Regions from separate parts of the Sus scrofa genome. Here region 2 is linked to region 1. The links are chromatin contacts, called in public HiChIP or PLAC-seq maps. All regions are on one chromosome and are shown on one strand. The core of a region is the stretch at or near the end of the contact, and the rest is flanking DNA. Distances in the headings are between cores, read along the strand shown. Region 1 overlaps FAM129A (protein Niban-like). Region 2 overlaps RNF2 (E3 ubiquitin-protein ligase RING2).

Region 1 (4,721 bases), core at 1,013-3,512:
ACAGCATCCACCAGGGAGCACTTATGAAAAAGAGATTATAGCTTCCTTGGGTAATTAACTCAATGACTTGTTCAAAATGTGAATAAAACAGCTAACAACATCACAAGTTCTAGGAAGAACCTAAAGCCATTTCCAAAACGTATCTAGAATTTAGATTAAGTAATCTAAACCCAAATAAAGGGGTGCTCAGTGTAGGGATCTTGACAATTTGAGAAAAGCCAAGTGTTGGGGCAAAATATCACTATAATTAGGAGGATGGACTCTGGAGTCAGACAGACAAGGGTTTGAATCCCATCTCTGCTACTCATTAGTAGTGGAACTTCACACCAATTACTTTCCCTCATATAAAATGAAGCCAGCAAGAGTGGCAATCTCAGGAATTAAGAAGATATTATATTACTCCACCATAGCAAAGAATGAACCACTGCGGCAATGTGGCTAGACCTAGAGAATATTATGCTTAGCGAAATGTCAGATAGACAAACACTATCTGATATCACATATACGTGGAATCTAAAAAAATGATACAAATGAATGTATATGCAAAACAAAAACAGACTCACAGATATAGAAAATGAACTTGTGCTTACCAAAGGGGAAAGGGAAGAGGAGGGACAAATTAGGGGTATGGGATTTATAGACTGCTGTGTATAAAATAGATAAGCAAGCAGGATATACTATATAGCTCAGGGAATCATGCTCAATATTTTATAAAGGAATATAATCTGCAAAAATATTGAATCACTTGGCTGTAACCTAAAACTAACACAATATTGCAACTCAACTATACTTTTAAAAAAAAAAGAGTAGCAATCTCACAATGTTGTCATAATTGCATGAAACAATGTAATAAAGTGCTCAGCACTGCATTTGGCACATGGTAAGTGTTTGGCAATCCCTAGTAATTAAATTAATGATGAAGCACTGAAGCCAACCACCCTGGGAAGGTCCTTAAGTTGAACCAAGGACTCAAGGTGAAGCCAAAAGCAAGCTGTGTATTTAACTCTTTAGCTGGAGCCATCCTGTCTTGCCGCATACAGAACAGCCATCCCACTCACTACAAGCTCAAAACGAACATAACCTACATGTTCACAGATGTTTCAGGAATACTTATAGTATGTAAGAGTCCCTCAATGTAATTTAAAACCAAATGAATCAAACATTAGCCTAAATGAGCCAAAGCAAAAAATGAATTATACCTTCCATCACTTTCTGTATCCCTATTACTCTGTCCCCCATCGTTCCATTCAAAATAATGAGCTATAAGACAGACTTTCTTTTCTGGGTTACATTGAGCCCCTCTCTCTGAGCCTCAATTTTCTGACCTGTAAAATGGGGTCACCAAGACACTATTTTTACAGGTTTTGTGATGATTCAGTGAGATATTCTGCAGTTTAGAAAGTACCTAGAGCAGTGTCAGACACTTTAGCTACTCAACAAATTTTGACTAGTATCGCTATTATGTAATATTACACGGTGGAAGCATTCAAATAAGTGAATCCACCCACAGGCACCACATAAAATCACTTCAGCTTAAACTGTCTTATTTCCACAGTTTTCAAAATTCTTGACTATTGAATTGCATTCCTCTCCACCCCCAGAATTAAGTATCACATTCACTTTCCTAAATTGTAACCCACAGGGCCAGGTCTTTCTCTAAAAGGAAGTTACTCAGTAATACAAAGATTAGAACCACAAAGGGCTTCTTCCACATTTTCTTAAACCAGCATTTTTGGCACATGCATATTTCTTCTAATCCTACTCAATTACTGCAGCCTGCCCATTGTGTTGGTACAGTTGACCTGATCAGGCTGCTCCTAACATCGCCCTTTAGTGATGACTAAAGTTAAAAGAAGCCTCCTTGGCAGCTCTGTTCACAACGCTTAGCTCCATTCAGCTTTGGAAAAGTACGAAAAGCATCTTCCATTCAGCTTTGGAAAAGTACGAAAAGCATCTTCTCTCCTTTTTCAAACCATTTGAATTCATACAGGTTCCAAAACTCAGACTTAGTTGAGTCCTTTTCTCTTGCTCCCATATTCAATCATCAAACCTTATCATTTCTCTTTCCACAGTATGTTTTGAATCCATCTCCTTTTCCCCACCCCAGCCACCACACTTTCAATCAAAGAACAAAGAACTTTCTAGTTCTCAGTTCTGAAAGAGGAACAAGAAAGTCAAAGCCAAAGTGGGAGAGGGGAGTGCCACTGCTGATACAGAGATCCTGGAGGATTAAGGGAGAAAGCCAGAACTTGGTCTGTGTGTCACAGGCAGATTCTAGGAAGCGGCCAGAGTGAGTCCAGAGCTGATGGAGCAAAACAGGAGAGGCTGAATCGTAGCTGGCCCACTCAAGAGAAAGCCAACGTGAGTTATCGAGGCCCAGATGTTAGAGTGGGGAACTGTCCTTCAGAACCAAGTCTTGCCATTAATATTCCCAGGTAACTCTTTTGAAAGCCTTCAGAGGCACATCACATAGTGACAGAGCCATAATCCTCGGGGTTTGACCTGACAAATTTCATTTGACATGTTGTTGCAAGATCATGTTACTTCCGCTGTAAAACTCTTCAACGGTTCCCCATTGCCTAGAGTAGTAGCCACTTAGCTGGCACCAAATGCCCTGTGATCTGGCTTCAACTGTCTTGCTTCCCTCCTCTCCTACTCAAACGAACCCTTCTTCTCCCCTCTACGTGCCCACGCCTTCACCCCTCCTCCCTCCCTCTCTTCCAGCCCACATGACAATCCTAACCCAAGAAACTTTTTCGGCTCTCCCCACCTGGAAACACTCACCTTCTTCTGAATTCTCCCAAAACTGTGCACCACTTTTGCTACAGCTGTTTAAATATAGCTTATCTCTCCTCCAAAAGTATACAACATTTATGTACTCAGCAAATACTTGTTGAATGAATGAAAGAATGGCTATGTAAATATTTAAGAATAAAGCAAATTATAGTGCATCATAATCCTGCCAGTTCCCCAGGAAAGGAGAAAGGTCCCGTTCTCAGCTTGAATATTTATTATTAAAAATATGCACTCTCATAGCTCAATTTTTTTGTTGTTGTTTTTTAAAAAAAGAATCTGACTCTTACAAGTTAATTCCTTTTAAGCTATTAGGCGAATTTTCCCCTGGGAATTGTATGTAGGGAACTATTTACAAACAAATATTTTCCTTGGTTTGCATTTCTTGACCAGTTTGTAGACATGGGAAATATACAACGGTCTAAGTAAAACTTATATGAAGTCTTCTCATTCTAGAAGGTTCTGTGTCAACATTCCAGTTCTGCAGAAGTTTATTTCAATTCTATTCTGTATCAGCGTTTTTTTCCTTTGAAAGATACTATTTATAGTGGATTATTCCTAGTTCAACCATCCTTCTTAGTGTTAAAACAACTATGATGTATTTAAAAGTATTTCCCAAAATATTCAGATTCCATCCTGTTTCAATCACTTTCGGAAATGTAGCTCATAAGTACAGCAAGATACAAAAAATCCAAACATTATTTTTGCTATATTTCCTTCTTATCTTTTTCAAATTATTTTTTAATAGTCGAGATTATTATATTTTGTATCCAGTTGTATTTACTTAACACTTCACCTTCAGTTTTTCTCATAATAACTCACAAAAACATCACAACATTCAGATGTTACATTTTTACTGTTACTATGAAGAGGGAAAATACAGAATGTTTTTTTTAAAAAGAGGTTTATTTTAACAAAGTGGCTGTTTCCTGGGAAATGAAGCAAATTGTATGAGAAGAGAGTTAACAAGGACTTTGGCACAGTTTCTTAAAACCTGTTGAGGTTTCAGGTGAAGATTAATTTGGGAGAATGAGAGAAGTAGCTCTAAAAATAAAATATTTTTAATATTTATAAAACAGAGTATAATAATATCCACTATTATTTATTCTCCCCAGCATTTCTCAGCTTCTACAAGTTTTAAAATCCTGATGAATTATAACATCAGCTTGAGTCTCGGGTTTCTAAGCACCATCACTTTGCACCTTAGGGTGGAGAAGTCGAAATCCCAACTCACAATACAAAGGTGCAAAAATCTAATTACACAGAATAATGCCCAAGGACTCTCTCTTTCTTCTGGTAAGTGCCTTAGAGAATGAGGAGAAATTGGATTCTCCGTAATTGAACTAAATGATATTTTTTTTAAGCACATTTATTATTGGTGCTTGAGTGACAGGTTTTGTTGTTTTGTTTTTGTTTTTTAACACCCTACAACAAAAATTCTTCATAGGCAGCCTTGATGCCAGTAGGTCCCCGCATCCTACCTGGCAGAAACTCCGCTATGAGTTAAAAATCAGACACATATACCAACTGAAGTTCTCTGTGATTTACCTCAGATATTAATCCACAGAAAAGAAACACATACTTATGCTCCCAAGAGCTTATATTAAATACAACAGAGTTAAGCCAGGACCTTCGCTGGACTCAGAAAGCATCTGGACGGAAAGCAGACATGCTTAGGAACAAAAGTAGAACAGTTTCTTCATTTCTAAAACTCACGCTCATAGACACCCTAAATTCCGAGTTAGGTTTGCTGTACTTGCCCTTAGACTGTTAGAGACCCTCATCTTTTTTTCCAGGCCCTTATCTAAAAGCAGGCACAGTATCTTTAATATGATCATGAAGCTTAGCCCAATATGGGCATTCAATGAATCCACATGTGCTTACAAATGCCATGTCAGAGGCCAGGAACCAGCTCTAACTGGTGAGGC
Region 2 (4,721 bases), core at 1,558-4,057, 160 kb after region 1:
TGAAGGACTGTCACGTAGAAAAATTATTAGACTTAATTAGTTTGCTTTCAGAGGGCAGATGGCTATAGGGTGAATGGTTTTGGGCTCACCATTAGGAGGAGCTTTCTAAACAATATAAGCTGACTTATTAGATAGGGGATTTTTGGTGAGTAGAGCTGTGAAAATAGAGGCAGAATGACATGTGGGTTAAAGTGCTTTAAAGTAGATTTTGTATCTAAGTTGGACTAGATGGTCATGCTGAAATTTTCCTGACTTCTAAGTTTCATGACCACCGATTTCAGAAAGATATGTATTATTTTGGGTAAAGAGAGTTTTCTATACATTAATAATAATTAAGCACTCTCTGTGTGCCTGCTGTTAGGTGTTCAAAGATCAGTGATGGCTTCTTGCTCTCAAGTAGCTTGTATTTATAAATGGAAAGATCCTTGAGCTTTTCTTCTTTTTTCATTTTTTAGGAGTCAATGTATAATTTGTTTTTATTATTCTCAGGATTTATAATTCCTAAAAATTAGTTTTGAGATTTACTTTTCTTTCAGATACCAAAATTGTTTTTTTCTCCTCTTTATTTCTAGCAATGTCTCAGGCTGTGCAGACAAATGGAACTCAACCATTAAGCAAAACATGGGAACTCAGTTTATATGAATTACAACGAACACCTCAGGTAATGTAGACTAAGATACCTACGTTAGGGAGAATATGAGACAAATGTAAACTGGGGTACATTTTTCGATAACGAAAACTTGGAAGAACGCTAACAATGATAATAAGTTTATATGCAAACAATCCTAATTTGTGTATGTTTGGTTGACACTTCATTCATCAGATAATTTGAGTGCATTCTCTATGAAAGGTCCTAAGCTAGGCACTAGGGGAAGTGATGTAACAGATGTGGTACCAGCCCGGGAAGTTTATAGAATTAAACAACTAAATATCTATAGAATTACACATTTGAGAAGCTGTGTAGAGGGAAGGTCCTCATTGCTGTAAGAAAAAGTAACAGGGAACCAGGGAAGACTATTTTGAGAAGGTGAAGATGGGAAAGACCAGGAGAGCAGCAGGTTCAAGGAGATAAACTGAATTCATTGTAAATTTGAAATGCCTGTAAGATAGGCAGAGATGTTACCTAGAGGGCCAGACCAAATATAAAGTTTTAGGGGCTTTCAGCACATTTTAAGCATGAGAAAGGATAAGATCAGTTAAAGAGAGATGAACAGAAGGCCCAGAACTTCAGCCAGAGGAGCTTTAACATTTAGAAATTAAGTAATAGAAAAGGACCCAGGGAGTTCCTGTCATGGTTCAGTGGTTAACAAACCCGACTAATATCCATGAGGATGTGGGTTCGATCCCTGGCCTTGTTCAGTGGGCTGCAGTGAATGTCACAGACGTAGCTCAGATCCCGTGTTGCTGTTGCTGTGGTGTAGGCCTGCAGCTACAGCTCTGATTCAGTTCCTAGCCTGAAAACTTCCATATGCTGTGGATGTGGCCCTAAAAAGACAAAAGACAAAAAAAAAAAAAAAAAAAAAAAAAAAGAAAGAAAGAAAGAAAAGGAGCCAGCAAAGGAGACTTAGAAGGAACAGCCAGAGAAAAGTAAGGAAAAATGGACGTTGAAGAGAGTGGATGAAAACCCAAGACGAAGTGTTTCAAGAAAGAAGATGCAGTTACTGTGTTGAGTACTCCTGAGTAGATGAGGAAGATGCGAATTACAGAGGTGAACATTAGAGTTGGCACATATACATGCTAACTTTAACAAGAGTAGACTCACTTGAGTAGACTGTGGTGTATGCCTTTAGGACAGGGAAAAGGTGAAAATACACTGGTAATTCTTCAGAGAAATTTAGCTGTGCCGAAGAACAGAGAAATGGAGTGAAAAGCTGAGGGGAACATGGAATCAAGAAGTTTTAAATTTTGTTTTGTTAATAAGATGGGAGATGGAACTGCCGCCACCCCATTCACACAGCTCTAAGGTCATCATTCACACTTCACTATGCAGCAACCCTGTGTTAATTTAGGCTGATTTAGTGAAGAGGGAGAGATTGCTGGAGTCTGAGAGCAAACAATCATAAAAAGAGGGATATACTTAAGAAGGTAGAAAGGAATGTACATATGATAGAAAGAGACCTACTTTCTCCTTCCTGTGAGAAAGAAGGTGCTCTATAAAGATTTGGTAGAGAGAAAATAAGAGAGCTCTCTTTTCATGAAATTTGAGGTGAGATCATCAGGTGGTAGAAGGGCTGTAGAAAGGAAAGTTGAAAAATAGTGTAGTGAGAGATAAACAAGTTTTTTTTTATACCAGTCTGGCTGTGTGGTTCCTTTTTTTCTCTCCTGCAGTGCTACACAGATGCACAGGTAGAGGCATGGAAAACATGGATGGATGGTTTATCCAAGATTGGGATATTGCTAGGCAAGTTCTAAAGAGGAAGAGGAGGACAGACTAGATTACTAGATTGAGTCATCGTCATACTCTGTGTGATTTACAAATTAGAGGTTGTAATTCCTAAATCAAGAGTTTGTTTGTAATAAACTAAGTAAAATACAGAAAGTGTTTTATATGAAGAGGTTGGGACATGATACTTAATGGACAATATCTATAGTTTTGATGTCTTTCCTTGTTGGGATCATCAGTCTTTGACCCTGTAGAGAAAACACAAGTATGATGAAGAACTGGCAGAGACAGGAAGTGTTGGTAACGTATGGGAAGCCCCTTATTTCTGTTTCCATCTACTTTTTTAAGTGCCACCTACTAGACCTCTTTTCTTCAATCTGTAGGAGCCTGTATTGCTGCCTTTAGGAGTTTGGTAGTCTTTGTTCTCAGTGCCACCTTGTGGGAAGGGTTGGTAGTGGCAGTGGTAAAGAAAGTAGGAGCTGTGTCCTGAATTCTGCATTGAAGCTCCAAATGCATTTTAGCACTGAAAACACTTTTAGACATGGCAATTAGCAATACTGTTACTTGTTATTCTTCACATGTGCTGTGGTTTAAATCAGTGGATAGGTTAGCCTGAGAACCTGACCGCTTGGTATAAAAGTGTTTCTGTGGGTCAAGACTTTTTAAGGTTCAAAGAGTGATTTCAGATGAAATTGCTAAGCTGTATATAAATAGGGAATACTTGTATTTGAGTCTTAAAATATTTTAATTGATGGCATTAAATGTATAATTTATTATCAAGATGGTACAGTTGTTTTTGTTTTGGTCTTTTTGCCATTTCTTGGGCCGCTCCAGCGGCAAATGTAGGTTCCCAGGCTAGGGGTCTAATTGGAGCTGTAGCCACCGGCCTACGCCACAGCCACAGCAACGTGGGATCTGAGCCTCGTCTGCAGCCTACACCACAGCTCACGGCAGCGCCAGATCCTTGACCCACTGAGCGAGGCTAGGGATGGAACACGCAACCTCATGGTTCTAGTCGGATTCTTTAACCACTGAGCCACAACAGGAACTCCAAGATGGTACAGTTTTGAAGATGTAAGAATTCTTAGGGTTCATTTAGCCTGCTTCATTTTGCAGATAAGACAGGTTTAAAACTAATGATTTAAAGGCACAAAGCTAGTTGTAGAACTAGACATCTGATTTCATATTTGATGCTTTTAAAAAATTATACCAGATTAGTTTACTATTAGTTATCTTATAAATATGTACTGTTACTATTTTAGCATTAAAATGAGAGCATTTTTGAATACATTAGTACCGGGGATGAGGGAAGTTGGAGATTATAGCTAAAACAAGATTGATTATGAGTTGATCATGCTGGTGACTGGGTGTTCATTTTTGTCTTTTTCTATATTTTTATATATTTGAACTTGTTCATAATTTTAAGGAAATTGGGTAACATTTAATTTTAAAGTGATGCTTTTACAGGAGGCAATAACCGATGGCTTGGAAATTGTGGTTTCACCTCGAAGTCTACACAGTGAACTAATGTGCCCGATTTGTTTGGACATGTTGAAGAATACCATGACTACAAAGGAGTGTTTACATCGTTTTTGTGCAGACTGCATTATCACAGCCCTCAGAAGTGGGTATGTTGAAATGAATTATCCTTGGTACTTAAATTATACCAGGACAGTGCTCAAGTACCTAAGGATTTTGAGAAATACATTCTGATATTTGAGAATTGGAAATGTATCTGATGTCTATGTTTTAATCATTGGAAAAATCTTTGCTTTGAAACGTGGTTTTATGCAAATTATTTTTAATTTTATTTTATTTTTGCTTTTTAGGGACATTCCTGTGGCATATGGAAGTTCCCAGGTTAGGGTTCAAATCAGAGCTACAGCTGCCCTACGCCACAGCTATAGCAACTCAGGATCTGAGTCATGCCTGCAACCTATACCCATAGCTCACTGCAACACTGGATCCTTAACCTAGTGATCGAGGCGGGATCGAATCCACGTCCTCATGTATACTAATCTGATTTGTTTCTGGTGTGCTTCAATGGGAACTCCAGCCTATGGAAGTTCCCAGGGCAGGGGCTGAATCTAAACTGCAGCTGTGACTTATGCTGCAGCTTTGGCAATGTGGGAACTTCTAACCCACTGCACTGAGCAGGGGATCGAACCTGAAGCTCTGCAGTGACCTGAGCTGCTGCAGTTGGATTCTTAACCCACCATGACACAGTGGGAACTACACAACTTGAAAAGCTTTTCAGGATGATTTTTTTTGTGTATTTGTTTGTTTATTTTGGCTGCACCCTGGGCATGCAGAAGTTCCTAGACCAGGGATTGACACA

What was found. HiChIP or PLAC-seq counts read pairs in DNA pulled down with a chosen protein or histone mark.
Region 2: an H3K27ac HiChIP or PLAC-seq map of alveolar macrophages shows a contact between it and region 1. The contact joins two enhancer-like sites. A contact is called at or near these places in 1 of 47 Hi-C or Micro-C datasets (embryonic fibroblasts) and 1 of 2 datasets of contacts at active chromatin or transcription factors (alveolar macrophages).

The regions. Positions count from the first base shown.
Region 1 is chr9:126,109,004-126,113,724 of Sscrofa11.1, forward strand. The region is part of intron 1 of FAM129A (protein Niban-like); the gene reads right to left. Among named protein-coding and RNA genes, the nearest start is that of FAM129A, 61 kb to the right of the region's middle. Within about 2 kb of position 2,263, at least 9 of the 83 cell types and tissues checked have an H3K27ac peak or open chromatin away from gene starts, as enhancers often do. A contact at or near this core is called in alveolar macrophages, where this site is marked.
Region 2 is chr9:126,269,969-126,274,689 of Sscrofa11.1, forward strand. RNF2 (E3 ubiquitin-protein ligase RING2) reads left to right here. Exons shown (of 7, transcript XM_021102634.1): 2 at 573-661; 3 at 3,851-4,011. The coding sequence starts at 575. Among named protein-coding and RNA genes, the nearest start is that of SWT1, 75 kb to the right of the region's middle. Within about 2 kb of position 2,808, at least 3 of the 83 cell types and tissues checked have an H3K27ac peak or open chromatin away from gene starts, as enhancers often do. A contact at or near this core is called in alveolar macrophages, where this site is marked.